Linked DNA regions of Macaca mulatta: region 2 is linked to region 1. The links are chromatin contacts, called in public Hi-C maps. All regions are on one chromosome and are shown on one strand. The core of a region is the stretch at or near the end of the contact, and the rest is flanking DNA. Distances in the headings are between cores, read along the strand shown. Region 1 holds the start of EFCAB2 (EF-hand calcium binding domain 2). Region 2 holds the start of COX20 (cytochrome c oxidase assembly factor COX20).

Region 1 (5,405 bases), core at 936-3,435:
TAATACCTATAAAATAATCCTGGCTTCTCGGATTAATATTATATAAAAATCACAGTATCCTTGTTATCAATAGGTAGACCGTTGGCACAGTTTCATGTGTGTCTTCGCCGATTTTCTGTGATCACCGGAACAAGTGACTAAATATCTCAGGATTCGTTTCTTCCCTTGTAAATATTAGCTGTTAACCTGACCACACTTGGTTCTGTGCAGAGAAAAATGGTTTGAGGGGGTGTTTTGAGCACTCCAGAAAGAAAACAAAGGAGGAATATTTTCACTTCCTACTTGTTTACCTTTACTGTTTTATGGCTTTTTGGATATTTTTGGGTAACACAATTATTTTTGAGTACCTAAGGGCATGGTAACCAAGGATCGGGTTTTAATCCTACCATTAATCACACCATGAATTGAAAACAACATGAAAGGTCTTGCAAATAAACGTAATCACTTTTTGGCGTCTCCGCACAGGCAACACACCGATGCCTCTGATCTGGCGACCTTAAGCCTCGAAGCGCAGTCCCGCCTCTGCAGGCGGCCACCGCGCGGGGCTGGGTGGTCCCCCGGGGACCGCGAGCGGTTCCAAGGTCTCCGCCAGATTTTGGTTTTCATCTTTATTAAAACTGCTGTTTAGGTGTGTGTCTTTTTTTTCTTTTTTTTTTTTTTAAGACAAGACAACAGGCCAGTTGCGCGACGCAAGCCGGCCGCGGGGCAGGCATTTCGGAGCACCGGGAAGCTCGGAGGCAGCGGCGGTGACCTCCAGACCGTCCTCCTGCGTCCTCATTAAGGAGGCAAAATGGTGGCCGCGAACGCCATCAGGCTGCGCCAGGGCGGGGTTTCGGCGCCAACACAGAGGATCCCGCCAGATTCTGGCGGCCAGAACTCCTCCTCACCCAGGCCACCCCCCGGGGCCCACAGCCTGGACCGCTACGGGCGTGGCACCTGCGGCACCGAGACCCCCGGCGAGGGTGTGGAGGCGGCGACGACTTCCCCGCGACAGTGAACAACGACGCCATTATCAGCACCCCCTGCCGGCGCCTCCGGCGCAGCCCGCGCAGGAGCCGAGGCCCGGCCTCCGAGGGAGGGGGAAGGAGGACGCGGCGGGAGGAGAGGAAGAGGGGGAGGAGGGCGAGAGGAGGGGAGAGAGAACAGGGCGGGAGGAGGGAGGAGACGGCGGGAGGAGGGAGAAGAAGGCGGGAGGAGGGAGAAGAAGGCGGGAGGAGGGGAGACAGGCGGGGCGGGGCGGAGCGGCAGGCCGGGCTGGCTGCGGGGACGGGGGCAGGGCGGCGGCGGCTGCTGCTGCTGCGGGATGGCCCCCTCCTCGGGCCACCCTCTCCCTGCGGCTGGGGACTCCAGATGGACGAGGGCCCACCCCACCCGGCGCTTCCCCGTGCGACCCGGTGTCGCGGCGGGCGGCGAGGCCAGCGGCTCCCCGTCGCCCCTACCTTACCTTCCCTGTCTTTCTCGTCCGCCATCTTGCTGCGGAGCCGGTCGCCTGGGAGATGCCTAACGATAACCTCGGCCGCGGTGTCCCGGCCTGCTCAGCGCCCCGCGGCGAGCCTGGCTTGGAGGAGGGGCCGCTCCGAATTCTGGGGGAGGAAGACCCTTGGGCGGGGCGGGGCGGGGAGAAGGCTCCGAGCGCGCGCCGCGTCCCCGCTTCCCGCCACGACCCTCGCGCTGGGGGAAGACCAGAAGCCGCGTCTGCCACCCGGCCCCCAACCTTGTCCCTGCAGACCCGAGGCCGGGGCCCGACTAGTCGCGGGCCTAGCAGTGTTACTTCATCACACGCTCCCCAGCCCCCCTTCCCTTATTTCTCATCCATTTGGGGACAGCACGCGCGCGCACACACCCTCGCCCCTCCTGTCCTGTTTGTGCGACGTGGCGTTGCTCGATTTTTGTTGTGAACTGCAGATTTTGAAAAGCGCCGGAGAGCTAGGTGAAGAGCTGGGCTCCCGAGGGGGTGACAGAACCAGCCCGCGGCCCGACCTCCTCCTCCCGCTTCCCATCGGCCCGGCTGCTGCAGAACGGCCGCGCCTGCCCTCCCGGTTTCTCCCGTCCAGTCCTCACCGTCCTTTCCCAGAGAAAGCGGCAGCACAGCCTATGACAACTAAGCTGAAACGGAAAAACTGGGCCGGGCGCAAGAGGAAACCAGAGCCATTCGACTATTATTACTAGAGGAGAGGAATAGCTGTAGAAAAACATGCGCAAAATAGGCACAAACATTGCGTCGTCAAGGCTGCAATGTCTCATACAAAATAGAAGGTTCTCATAGCAACAAAAACGTGCCCATGTTGTGCTCAGTGTTAACATGCGTTAAAATGTTCTTAGTTGTGAAATTTGACATGACCGCTGGTTAAAGTTACAATGGAAGTTTTAAATCCTGCTTTCCGGAAACTTTGCAGCCATAGCATGAGGTTAAATTTTTCTTATTTTCAGGACAAGTTTACTTATACTGGAATATAGTAAAGCTCTTTTTATAAAGAGCTTTGAATAAAATACCTAACGATGTGGTTCAAACGAACACATTTTCAAAACTAATTTTAAATGGTATTTCAGTGCATATGTTATGTAAAAGCAATTTATAAACTAAATTAAATTTTAAGAGCCTTCAAAATACAAAGTACTCGTATTTAATGACTTAACAGTTTTAATGCTTTTATTCTGTTTCTATAATCTCTCAGGAAATCCTGACTATATTTTTATTAAAATAACTTTTTCTGTAGAAGATACCCATTTGGTGCTGTGATCAGCATTCTGCCTGAAATTGAATATAAACAACTGAATCATTACAAAATGGCTCATGTTAGAAGATACTTAAAACGAATACAATCTTGTACAGTAAATTTTTAACACCCCAAAATAACGAAAAGTAATTATTAGCATTCATTTATATCTACATCTCAGTCAATATGATCTAAATATTTGTGTTTAAAGCCTCCCCCTCTCCATATAGATAATGAAGGGCTTTGAAATAAGTGTAGGAAACCCTAAGTTTGGTCTCAGGCTTGCTATTCATTCACTATGCTTTTTCGTCTGCTGTTTACAGTTTCCTTTTTCTGGAGCGTCTTTCTCTGCTCTCTCCCCCGCCATCATTTCAGCTTCCCACAAACACACATTTGTCCCCTCCTGGTTGTCATGCAGGATGACTGTCTTTGTTTTTGTTTTTGTCTTTTGTTTTTCGAGACAGGGTCTCGCTCTGTCCTCCGGGATGGAGTGCAGTGGTGCGATCTCTGCTCACAGCAGCTTCCGCCTCCCGGTCTCAAGTGACCCTCCCACCTCAACCTCCCAAGTAGCTGGGAGGAGAGGCTTGCGCCACCATGTCTGCTAGTTTTTGTATTTTTTGTAGAGACAGTGTTTCCCCCTGTTGCCCAGGCTGCTCTCAAACTCCTGAGCTCAAGCGATCTGCCGCCTGCCTCGGCCTCCCAAAGTTCTGGGATTGCAGGTGTGAGCCACCGTGCCTGGCCAGGATGACCTTCTCGAAGTCACCTACTAATTGAAGCTCTCCCTCTCAGCCTTTTCCTCTATGGCCCCATACTCATAGAGCCTCCCACATTGATTTGCAATGCTTTCTTTTTTTTTTTTTTTTTTTTTTTTTTGAGACGGAGTCTCGCTCTGTCACCCAGGCTGGAGTTCAGTGGCCGGATCTCAGCTCACTGCAAGCTCCGCCTCCCGGGTTCCCGCCATTCTCCTGCCTCAGCCTCCCGAGTAGCTGGGACTACAGGCGCCCGCCACCTCGCCCGGCTAGCTTTTTGTATTTTTTAGTAGAGACGGGGTTTCACCATGTTAGCCAGGATGGTCTCGATCTCCTGACCTCGTGATCCGCCCGTCTCGGCCTCCCAAAGTGCTGGGATTACAGGCTTGAGCCACCGCGCCCAGCCTGATTTGCAATGCTTTCGTTCGTTCACTTGTTTCCACCTGCCAAACAGTAAGGTCTTGAAGACAGAAACAGCATTATTCATTCATATATCCCCAGTATCTAGTACAGTTTTTCTGTTTGGTAATATATGTCTTAAAAATTAAGATAGGAATAAGTCTTCTCAATGACTTTTTTTCAAAAAAGACCCAGATTCAGCACGTACTGTGTGTAAGACAGACCTTCCTTTTACATTACGTTTTCTCATCAGTAAAAGTACTGGGCCAGGTGTGGTGGCTCAGGCATAATCTCAGCACTTGGGGAGGCCCAAGCGGGTGGATCACTTCAGGTCATGAGTTCAAGACCAGCCTGGCCCACATGGTAAGACCCCACCTCTATTAAAAATAGAAAAATTAGCCAGGTGTGGTGGCTCACACCTGTAATCCCAGCTACTGGGGAGGCTGAGGCAGAAGAATCGCTTGAACCCGGGAGGCAGAGGTTGCAGTGAGCCGAGATTCACCGCTGCACTCCAGCCCACATGACAGAGCAAGACTCCATCTCAAAAAAAAAAGTACCAGTATTTCATGTCAATAAAATAGAATTCTTATATAAACATATATAAATTAAAAATTATTTTGAGTTGAACAGATTTCTCTGTAAACCCCCCTGTATTTTTATATTTTTAAAACTAACTGTATTCAGCAAAGCTTTTTATTATGTAATTATTCCAAAACACATTAATCATTATTTCTCTGAACTCCTACAGCACATTTAAAACAGTACTGTTTCTCTAGGTGTGGGTGAGTAAAAAAATATTTAATATATGTTAATTAACTCCCCCATCCCCTGACCCTGCCAAGGTTTGAATAGGAGCCTACACCTTTATAAACTCTTTATATACCCACACTACCTAGCCTAATCAGGACACATATTAGTTGCTTCATACATACTTTTCAACTGCCTAATTTGCTGATTAGACATAAAAGTATATAATTCTAGAAAAGTTTCCACAAGGTGAAAATGATTATCCAAATAAAAAAGGCCCACAATGCCAGTGAGTACATTATCTGCATTATGCTAATATTTGCCTCCTTTCAACTCTGTTTGATTGTAGAAAACTGACAGATGATTATATTACACTTTTAACTCTTTAAATATTACTAGCTTGCTTTGGACTGTGGAAAACTAACTACAATCATTTTTATTCCTTAGAATATATTTTGCGGATGGGCACTGTGACTCACGCCTGTATACCTAGCACTTTGGGAGGCCGAGGTGGGCGGATCACGAGGTCAGGAGATCGAGACCATCCTGGCCAATATGGTGAAACCCCGTCTCTACTAAAATACAAAAAAAATTAGCCGGGCGAGGTGGCGGGCGCCTGTAGTCCCAGCTACTCGGGAGGCTGAGGCAGGAGAATGGCGGGAACCCGGGAGGCGGAGCTTGCAGTGAGCCGAGATCGCGCCACTGCACTCCAGCCTGGGCGACAGAGCGAGACTCCGTCTCAAAAAAAAAAAATACAAAAATTAGGTGGACGTGGTGTCGGGCGCCTGTAGTC
Region 2 (5,015 bases), core at 2,152-4,651, 140 kb after region 1:
AGTGACTCACGCTTGTACTCCCAGCACCTTGGGAGACCAAAGTGGGTAGATCACCTGAGGCCGGAAGTTTGAGACCAGCCTGGCCAACATGGCAAAACCCTGTCTCTACTAAAGTACAAAAAATTAGCCAGGCATGGTGGCACATGCCTGCAATCCCAGCTATTCGGGAGGCTGAGGCAGAATCGCGTGAGCCCGGGGGGCGGAGGTTGCAGTGAGCCAAGATGGCACCACTGCACTCCAGCCTGGGCAACACAGCAAGACTTCATCTCAAAAAAAAACCAAAAATCCTCTGTACACCCCTCTCCCCTCATCAGCCTCCTAAATTACCATCCTTTCAGGGCAAAACTTTCTGAGTTTAAGTGTGCTTTTCTACTTAAAACCTCCCATTCTCCCTTTAACTCACTTGAGTGAGGCATCTATCCACTGAACTTGACACCAGTCAAGACTTCTAAAAGACATCCACTGCAGTCTATCTTAGTCTGCATCTCAGCATATGTGGCACAAATTATCATTTGTTTTTGAAACTTTTTAACTTTTACTTGGCTTCAAATACGTCTCCTGGTTTTCCATTTCATTGACATCTTTGTTGCTGCTGTTCCCTCCTGATGTTGAAGTGCCACTCTTACCTCCTTTGAAATCCAGTCTCTTCGTAGGTCTCTCAAGGCTTTCAATTAAATGCCATTATATCATGACTCCAGATTTCTCAATCAAACCCTAATTTCTCCCAAGCTTCAGCCTCATTCATCTGCTGAATGACACTTTTATGTATAAAAAGCACCTTGAACCTAGTATTTGCAAAATACATTTTCACCTCCAAACCGGCCTCTTAATGGCACACTCACTACTCAACCAATTTTCAGACCCAAAACCTAAGAGTCATCCTTGATTCCTTCATCAAATCCACATTCAATGTATTAACAAGTCTGGAAGGATCTACATTCTAAATACATCCTGAGCCAAACCACTGCCCACCAACTTCATTGCTAATACAGGTTGAGCATCCTAAATCTGAAACTGATAAGACACTAAAAGAAAATGTTTGGGTTTTTTTTGAAGTGGGAAGCTCAACCTGTCCTATCAAATTACCATCTATCAACAGTACCTTTTCAGATCTTGATTCTACTCACAAAAATGTGTACCAGATGACTATAATAAGTCCTCTGTAGCCTTCGATTATGCTCAGAATCCTTACCATTGCTCCAAAGGCCCTGCATGATCCCGTGCTCTTTCATATCCCACTCTTGGCCACTAGTCCAGGCACCGTGGCCTTGCCATTCCTCTAACAAGCTGAGACGGTTGTTACCGAACACATGCCGCCTTTCTCCTGATCTCTGCATCACTGGCTCGGCAGAAGTCTTGCTTATTGATTCCCCGAGTAGAATGTCAGCTCCTTAAAGGGATTTTTCCTGTCTCCATCAGTCTAGTACCTAGTGTAGTGCCTAATACTCAGTAGGCACTCTGTAAATATATTTTGAATGGGTGAATTAAGAATTTACCTGAATGTGAATTTACATGTACCAAATTTCACATTTTAAAGTTTCCTGAAGGACAAGAATGTGGCAGAGGACAGATTTTAGGGGCTAGTTCTGTCAAGGTATGCCAGCTTGGTAACTCCCATTTTTACTTTAGGTTTGCTAATTCTTAAAATAATCCTTCTCCCTGGGTTGTGCTGTAATGATCACTGACAAATTCTTTTTAAAAAAATACCACAGGCTTCTTTTCTGACAGTACCTTGGGCTGTTAATTCGTCATAGCTTCTATTAATTAGCTTTTTGATGGGCTCTGATAGGTACTACTGTTTCATGAGCGATTTTTTGTTTTTTGGCCTCCCACCTCTGACGATGCTCAGTTTGAAGCTTGTAACTATCTTCATTTCAACAACTACAATATTGTTTTGCTACTTACTGATGGGCCAATTAAATAGGTCAATGTTGATCCTTTTTTTTTTTAATTTCCATGGATTAAACCACCTTTATGACCTTTATAAAAAGCAGTTGTCTCCTACCAAAAGTCCCATTCAGGATTCCAGTGTTTATCACAAAACTGAATCTAGGATTTACTGTGTGTATGCAAGGATCTTTTTTTTTTTTTTTTTTTAAAAACAAACCACTAAGCTTATTCCAAATGGGCAGTGTATGGGAGAGTAAAAATAGATAAGGCACCAGTAGTACGTAAACTGACAAAACCTGTTCGCTATTAAGTATGAAAACAATTTATACAATATGTGTTAATATTAACCGTATGATCTGATGTCTTGGCCAAATTTAGATGGAAGCCCACCAGAGAAGCAAGCAAGAGCAAGAAGTGAGCACAATTTCCAAGCTGAGAGAATATCTTAAAAGTATATATTAGGAGCCGTTTAGCACACAGTGGTCTTCTATAAATACTTGCTCATGATTAGCCAATGTTACGATCTCCATAGTTTATATTAAAACTTTTTTCCTCTTCCATTATCCTTTTCTGAATACCTGTTCTGCCCTGAGAATAGAAATTGGGTTCCCTGCTCTTAATAAGGAGCCCACGCAAGATCATTTATTGCCTTCCAATATGATAAGTGTAACGACGTACAGGATGCCTGGGAAGACGGGGAAAGTACCTAAGTCGGCTTTGGTGAAACACAGGAGCCCTTCCAGGGAGAGCGCTTGGTTTAGCTTTACTATACCAAGAATTTGGGTTTTATCCTTAAAGAGTTGGGATGGGCTGCTACGACCGGATGTTAGGCAGAGGGCTGAAAACTGTCCAGTTTACAGACTGGAAGGGGCCAGCGGATAACAGTGGAAGGTGGATTCAGGAGACAGTACAGGGACACCAGCTAGGGAGGCTACTGGTGATGGAGAAGAAAACCCATCATCTCATCGTAGTACAATCAAGTCATCCCTCATCAATTACTTACTCCTGTGTTAAAAGTGATGAATACAACGTGTTAAAGACAAGGCACCTGTCCTCAAGGGAGCTTTAATCTCTACTATTAGCCTTTACTAGCAAATTACAGTGCAGTGCCCTTAGCAGCAAAATTTTCTCGCCAAAAGATTCAGTATTGTTAGTTTATTTCATAATGACCTGTAGTAAGTCATTAGTACTACTGGTCCCCTCCTCCCCCTAGTTTTGGTCAATTTTGTCCCGGCAACTTAGATTAAAATGTTGGGGGCTGGGGATAAGGACTAGGAACAGTTAAGTTTCAAGCCCATGGGTGGCAGAGAAGCCAGTGGCACGTGCTCCGGGCCTTGGAGCTCCGCGGAGACCGTCCTCACCGCCCACCCGCGGCGCGCGCCCCGCCGACCCCCGGGTTACCTTCCTCTCCTTGGGCTCACCGGGCTCCGGCGCGGCGGCCATGAGGACGACTCCGCGACTCCACCCGCCCTCACCGCCGGGGTCGCCGGAGCAGAAGCCTGGCCAGCCGCGCCCCTCCCCGTCCCGCCCCCTTGCGCCGCCGCCTCCCGCCCCGTCCCCACGCGCCGGCCGCCATTTTAGGGAACGTTCCTAATACTCCGCAGTGGCCGCACCGGGACGGGCTGGTGCCTGGGCTGTCATGTCCTTTGTTCCATCGAACGGGCCACATTTTCTTCCCAGCCCGGCACACAGCCTGCAGGGTCGGGAGCACGGAAGGAGAAGGGTTCGGAAAACAAACCGGCTCCCGGATTCCTGGCGGGGCGGGGGCGGAACCGAGCCAGAGAGCTCCGCTTCCCGCCCCAGCCCCCTCCTCCGCCCCAACCGCCATTTCTAACCGTCTTCTCTGGCGCGCGTGCTCACGTGCACGAGCCCCGGGCGCGCGCCGAGGGGCGGGGCCGCGTTGGAGGGAGCGGGCGCGGCGCCGCTGCTTTGTCCCGCGGGGTGGGCCCCGCTGCGGGGGTCGGCGCAGCCCACAGCCCGCCCCAGCCCACCGACCCGGAAGGCGCTCAGCGCTGGCTCGGCGGCCCTCGTCCCCTAAGTGTCCTTTGTCCTTCCGGCCACGGGACGAGCCTTTGGTGCCGGGGCAGCCCCACTCCGCACCAGCAGCCATTTAGTCCCCAGCGCCTGCCTCGCGCAAACGGGGCTCCCACGCCCACCCCACTTCCTCCCTTTTATAGTTTCATTACTAAGTGGCTTTAAAATAGCACGGCGCAGTTCGCCTAAAGGAGACGGGGGACAAAATGGAGGGAGCGGCTCGCTAATGAACTTGCGTCAGGACGTTGGTGTCCGCGGGGAGGGCGCGCGTGGGGCGAAGTCTTCCTGCGTCCCCGAGGAAAAATGCCTCTGCAACGTGCATTTTTGATGTGAAGTCGTGTTCCACGTTTCACTCTTCCCTACGACTGCGCCATAACGTGAAACAAAATACTGCATATTGGCGAGCTCAAATCGAGAACGCGTGCGTGCAGGGTCGAGCCCATTTTTCAGCCATCCAAATAATACAAAGCAATTTTTTCTAGTATTTATAATTTTTCCCCTTTAACTTTATGCCTCCTTTATGTACTTTTACATTTCACGTTCAGGTTATATGTATTTCAAAGGGCACTCTTGGGAGACTGGACTTGTAGAGTATGTCATTGTGCAAAGTCATGCTGCTTCGAACTCTGCTGCTCGCTGGCAGACAGCAAGCGGTCACTGTTAACGATGTCGAATTCATAAGCACTGTTCATTGGGCGTATTCTTATTCCGTAACGACCTTACTTGCATGCCCATTTAATACCTTTCTAGATCCCAGTAAAATACACGGTGTAGGAGGTGTATGTGTCACAGTTAATTTTTTTAAAGTGAGGTGTGTGTGTGTGTGTGGGGGGGGGGGTTGGGGTTGTTTTTTGTTTTTGTTTCTGAAATTGTAGTTAGAAACTACATGCTGTGCCGGAACGCGGAGGCTCACTCCTGTAATCCCAGCACTTTGGAAGGCCGAGGCGGGAGGATCACGAGGTCAGGAGTTCGGGATCAGCCTGATCAACATGGTGAAACCTCGTCTCTGCTAAAAATACAAAAATTAGCCTGGCGTGGTGGGGGGCGCCAGTAATCCCAGCAACTCGGGAGCTTGAGGCAGTAGAATGGCT

What was found. A called contact is a pair of places that touch in the nucleus more often than the background predicts.
Region 2: a contact with region 1 is called in a Hi-C map of cortical neurons, with 4 times the contacts expected there. The contact joins the promoter of COX20 here to the promoter of EFCAB2 in region 1. A contact is called at or near these places in 4 of 14 Hi-C or Micro-C datasets (blood, cortical neurons, fetal cortex germinal zone and 1 more).

What each region holds. Positions count from the first base shown.
Region 1 is chr1:4,138,143-4,143,547 of T2T-MMU8v2.0, forward strand. EFCAB2 (EF-hand calcium binding domain 2) reads right to left here and starts at 2,186. Exons shown (of 6, transcript XM_077998155.1): 1 at 2,062-2,186.
Region 2 is chr1:4,272,822-4,277,836 of T2T-MMU8v2.0, forward strand. COX20 (cytochrome c oxidase assembly factor COX20) reads right to left here and starts at 3,402. Exons shown (of 4, transcript NM_001257785.1): 1 at 3,292-3,402. The coding sequence starts at 3,333.